Regions from separate parts of the Mus musculus genome. Here region 2 is linked to region 1. Evidence: chromatin contacts called from public HiChIP or PLAC-seq data. All regions are on one chromosome and are shown on one strand. Each heading gives the region's core, a stretch centred on a gene start, on an enhancer-like site or on the middle of the called end of the contact. The rest is flanking DNA. Distances are from core to core; before and after follow the strand shown. Region 1 holds the start of Cysltr1 (cysteinyl leukotriene receptor 1). Region 2 holds the start of Itm2a (integral membrane protein 2A).

What was found. HiChIP or PLAC-seq counts read pairs in DNA pulled down with a chosen protein or histone mark.
Region 2: a contact with region 1 is called in an H3K27ac HiChIP or PLAC-seq map of double positive thymocytes, with 5 times the contacts expected there. The contact joins the promoter of Itm2a here to the promoter of Cysltr1 in region 1. A contact is called at or near these places in 2 of 39 promoter capture datasets (cranial neural crest and embryonic stem cells) and 1 of 115 datasets of contacts at active chromatin or transcription factors (double positive thymocytes).

Annotation. Positions count from the first base shown.
Region 1 is chrX:106,602,246-106,604,945 of GRCm38.p6, forward strand. It overlaps Cysltr1 (cysteinyl leukotriene receptor 1), which reads right to left and starts at 1,434. Exons shown (of 4, transcript NM_021476.5): 1 at 990-1,434. All of the region lies in intron 1 of Gm5127 (predicted gene 5127), which reads left to right.
Region 2 is chrX:107,402,097-107,404,796 of GRCm38.p6, forward strand. Itm2a (integral membrane protein 2A) reads right to left here and starts at 1,264. Exons shown (of 6, transcript NM_008409.2): 1 at 1,010-1,264. The coding sequence starts at 1,120.

The sequences.
Region 1 (2,700 bases), core at 184-2,683:
TCATTCTTAAAGCAGTATACAAACAGATCCAAGTTAGATGCCCTCTAACTATATGGTAGTTTGATCTCCTTGATTTCAAAACAATTGCAGAGACAGGGATTTAGAACCACTGAATTTAAAAAGGTAGTGCCTGCCAGTCTATTTGCATACCATTGAAAATAGCTAAGAAGACAAAAAAACGTTCTTGTCCCATGTGGTTGATTAAATTGTATGACTTCTTAGTCTAATGTTAACCTAGTGAGTTTAGCCCTAAGTTACAAAGTAGGTCATAGGTATTTCTACTAGTTGTCTGTAAGTTGATAGGGCTTTCTTTCTGTAGTCTTGAGTCAAATGGCCAGTTTCTAGCAGCGTGGTGTGTTGCAAGGAAATTCCTTAACCTGTCTGAGTCACTTTTCTCTTTACCTAAGAGAGGGGCCTGGGGGAGGGTAGAATGAGAACTATGATGAGAATGAAGGAGTGGGGGAAAGAGGGACATCCTGTCTCAATTATAGGATGCAAAGAAGGTGAAAAGTGTGAAACTTTGAGCAGGATGTAAAGTGAATTAAGTAAGAAGAAAACAAAGCATGAAAGTGCCTCGTGAAAAGTCTAGGTCAGCCCCCAACTGGTTGGTTTACGTGCAGCAGCAGCCGCTGAACACATTCTTTCCACATTTAAATCTGCATTACAGAAGCTCCAGGGTAGCCTTAAGATGGGAGCTTGAGGCCGATTTTGCACTTCTGGCTGAGTCGTAAAGGTGCTGGAGGCTTGAGGAATGCCACCTCAACAGTTTGCCATTTTGAGCGTGCAACAGAGGCAGTGAGCTACACTTGCTGACAGGCTGATTAGACGATCAGAGCTCTGGCCAAGAACCAAAGCCGAAAGAATGCAGATGTTCAGATTAGCAGCTTAATTCAAGGCAGATAAGGCAGGGCAGTTATCCACAATCTCTGAGGCATTTGGTAGAATCTGCCATCAGTTCAACTTTGCTCCAACCAACCCAATTTTCTTACCTGCTGATTCCAAGCTTCACAGTTTAAGGTCCTTTTGCTCCCTGAAGCAAGATCCAAATCTTCAGAAATTCCAACCTGCTAGTCTCCTGGTGAGCTAACCCTGGATGGTGAGCTGCAAATAAGTCTGGATATTCGGGATGGTCCACTCCATTCACAGGGCTCCTGCTCTTTAGGAATGTTTCTTTTCCAGAGGAGAGAGGTCAGGCCATGGCACATTTGCTAGCCAATAGACCTCGACTCTTCTTCCTGTTTCTTAGTACTTCTCAAGCCGCTTCAACCCCGCCAGAGTTTGGCTTCCCTGGTTTAAAGTGGGGGAAGGGAAAGAGCGGAGAGGGAAGAAGAATAGAAACTGGAGACTTGCACGTAATATGCACAAATGAGTGTTTATCTCTGGCTACTGCAATAGAATCCTCAGGAAGTCATGCAGCTGCTCTGAGGTGGGAAGTAAGGAGGAGTGTCTGCTGTTCAGCTTACTTCTCTCTGATTTTTATGACTGGAGGGTGCTTAGGCTATTTGTAGGCGGGGAAAAGATAATCCTACCAGTATATGCTAATATATCTGGCATTATGTGAAACTTGATCTTAAGATATACTTCCTCTTTACCTCTCTCCTTCCATATATCCTCTCTCCTTCACAGGCTGTATGTGTGTGTGTCCCCCTCCTTCATGAAATTTGTGATTCTATAAGAATTTTGAAAAGCATTTTTCTTTTTGATTGTCTCATATCCTAGGAGGAAAAGGACATGCCAATCTAGAGTGTGCTAATTAGAACCTGAGGTGTGATTTGATGTTGAAGACAAATTGATAAGATTTTGAAGTAAACTGGGTGAATGAACTACTTTGAATTTTACTATGAAAGTCCTGTGTTGGGATACACACACACACACACACACACACACACACACACATTGTGTAAACGTAGCCTTATTATTAATAACTAGTTGGAAGGACTTGTAAATGTCCTTATAACAGTGGCTTTCTGGCCAGTTATGGGCTACAAGAAAGAAATTTCTCAAATTTTCCATCTTTAGGCAGCCTAATGACTTTACAGTCACTCTTTATCCTCTTCCACGGAATCCTTGGATGCAGTGGTAATGATGATGCTTGGGAGAAAAGGTCGTCCAAGAACATTTAAAAGGGAAGCAAACATTTGGATTCAAGAGCAGACTTTAATCCTATCTTGGGAATTTTATTGCTATTTTAGCCAGTATTTATTCAATGGAATTGAGTTTATAAGAGATACAGAGTATAAAGTTTTACTTCCCCTCCAGTATGTGTTGTTTTCAAGGAGTTTGAGTTATGGCAGAAGGGGTATTTTTTTTTAGATACTGAAGAAAAGTGCTTTAAGATAGCACCACTTGGGGCTGGTGAGATGGCTCAGTGGGTAAGAGCACCCGACTGCTCTTCCAAAGGTCCAGAGTTCAAATCCCAGCAACCACATGGTGGCTCACAACCATCTGTAATGAGATCTGATGCCCTCTTCTGGTGTGTCTGAAGACAGCTACAGTGTACTTACATATAATAAATAATAAATAAATCTTAAAAAAAAGAAAAGATAGCACCACTGTTGGTGTAGCATCGAGGGGGTGCCCCCCCCCTCTGACTTCTTTATTTCTTTAGTTGTGTCTCTGTTCCTGAGTGATGGGAAGAACAGGCTTTCCATCAGCTCTGACAGGGCTTCACTTTCTATTAGCTGCTCCAATCTTACTGTG
Region 2 (2,700 bases), core at 14-2,513, 800 kb after region 1:
CACTTTTCAAATATCCAGTCTGAACCTAGAAGAGAAAACTCTCTAAAGACACCAGGACAAGTTAAGGCAGATCGAGCTCCAGTACTGCAGATTCCACAGAAGTAGAAGAAAATATTATCACTTTTTCAAACTAAGATTTAACTGAGGAAAAAGAGTTTATCGACACTACAAACATGGTTGGCATTAAAAGGAAATATAAATTTGTCTAGATGAACAACCTAGGAAGAGAGAACTTCTCCAGTGCCTGGAAAATGAATTGTTTAAATAGCAACATGGATATGCTTCACATGGCTATATGAGGGATATTGCTAAAAAAATAATAAAAAGTAAAAAATAATAACAACCAAAACAATAAGATCTCAAATTTTATTTTTAAACGTGATTTATCAAGAATTAAAACCAATATATGTTTTAATAGCTCCATTATCTAACCCTTAACACTAACTAAAATTGTGTGTGTGGGGGGGTGGTGTGCGCGCGCGCGTGCACAGACACACACGCGCGCGCGCGCGCGCTCATGCGCGTGCAGAAACACACTTTCCCCAGAACATACAGTTTGGAGTTCAGGCTGCCCCTTGCCTCCATTCAACCGCCACAAAAGCAGTCCTACAAAGACAGAGATTCATATAACTTTACCCATGTCAAAAATAAAGAACAGTTAAGTCTCTTGCCCTTGTTCACTCCGTGTGGCTGCTCGGCCCCTGTAGCTATAATTGCTTCTCTGGATAATTCCATAACCCATTTCTCAGAACAAATGACATGCAGGAATTTCTTCAAACTCCTTCCAACAACTTCCCTGGGGTAGGTGGTGTTAAGCGATAGAATCGCATGGATGCAGAGGGAATAAGTTGAAGCAGAGTAAAAGGTGACCCACTCAACTCAATGCAGATTGGCCTGCCTGGAACTCCGCTGCAGGGCAGCCAACAGTTTACTCTCTGCACCTGCATATTCCCCCTTTTCTCTCCATCCCCAAACCCCAGAAGACAGAGGTGGGCCCAGTGGGAACTACCTTGCCAGTCAGGATTTGAGCTCGGACAGTGCGACTGACGAGCGCCTCTACATCTTGCCGCGCCTCCTCCTTTTGCACCGCCGTAGGGGTGTTGAAGGCGATCTTCACCATGGTGAATCTTCGGGCTGCGCGGTAAGGCGCGGCTCGAATCAGTATCTTGGGCTGCAGGTTGAAAGAGGAGAGGATCGCGCTTGCTTGAGCAGCACTTAGTGTCTCCTCTCCCAGTCTTCCACAGGCAGCAGCGAGCTCAGGTCTGGGCTTACTTATGACGCAGTCCCAGGCTGGGTGGGAGAGGGTGGGCGGGGCCAGGGAGGTGCTGAGGGAGGAGCGGGAGGGGGCCCGAGCTCTGCAGTGCAACCGAGTGGGGGTGGGTAGCTGCTTAGTTGGAAAGAGAGGGGAACTGGAGCTGATGGCCGGCTTAGGGTAGACATGCCTCACCTGCACCCCAGGCATGCTCCTACTGCCTTCTGCACCCTCAGATAAGAGCAAGGCAGGAAGGAAGCTTGCCTGTCGTGTCTTTCTGCTTCTGTCTGGACCACAATAGCCCCTGACTCTGTTTTCCCAAACTTGGGCCTGGCCCCCCGCGGGGCCAGGGACTGTAACTTGGAGCCAACCCAAGGTTTCTGAGTTCTGCAACCCACCCAGGCCAGAAAGCACAGTTCCCTGACTGTTCTACACCTTTAGACTATCTTCCGTTTAAAGAACACCCAGAAGTCAGTTTGTAGTTGCTTGTTTCATAGTCCAACATTGTTTTTCCTTTCATGCTTTTTGTTTTCTTTTATAATTTTATTTTTCCAACTTAAAGCAATGTTAGATGAGGAAGACGGGGCTTTTGTCTCCCTAACTCCTCATTTTGCAGACAGGACATGATAAGATCCAGAGAAGGGAGGGTAGAAAGCTCTTTCCTAATGAATCAGTGAAATAACCCAGATTTCTTTCTCCCTGATCGGGATAGCCAGAGTAAGGTCTCAGCCCAGAGCCTGTTTCTCTTCAGCCACCAGCTGTGTAACCAGCGGGGGGTGGGTAGGGGGAAGCAGGGGTGTGTGTACCTATGTGTTCAGGGATGTAGGGCATACACAATATAACCAGATGCTGGTGTGGCTCTCATAGGAAAACTATCTGACGGACTGGCTTACAAAGCATTGTGAAGATTTACATGGATATCCGTCTAGTAGAGTTAAAGTGTTTCTTCAGTCAGCTCTCTTAAACTGGTGACATAAAGAGCCTAACTAATGAAATTCAAGCTGTGGTGGCTGGTGATTTAGAGTTGGTGGTAGAGAGTTTATAAATAGTCTTGCTACATAAAACAGAATAGAGGTCTGTTGTATGAAGGGAGCAATACAAAACAAAGCCCCAACAAAACAAAACAAAACACCGTTTTACTAGAGAATTCCCCACCTACTCATCAACTTAACTGAACAGACTTGAATATGCTGAGTTGCTTCCCTTCTGTCCAAGAAATTCTAACTTGGAGTTTTTCCCATGGAGATTGTTTTGCCTCTAAAGCCCTCTCCTGTCTTGACTGTGGGGGCTTTGCAAAGACAGAGTTCATATTCTCTGATAGGTCACAGATGGGAAGGTGGATGGAGAGGAACAGTAAGGAGCTTGTGCCTTGCACAGGGTCAGGACCTTAGAAGCAGGATGTCAGAGTTTACTTAGAAATACTGGCATCTTTTGCTCTTTCACTTTTT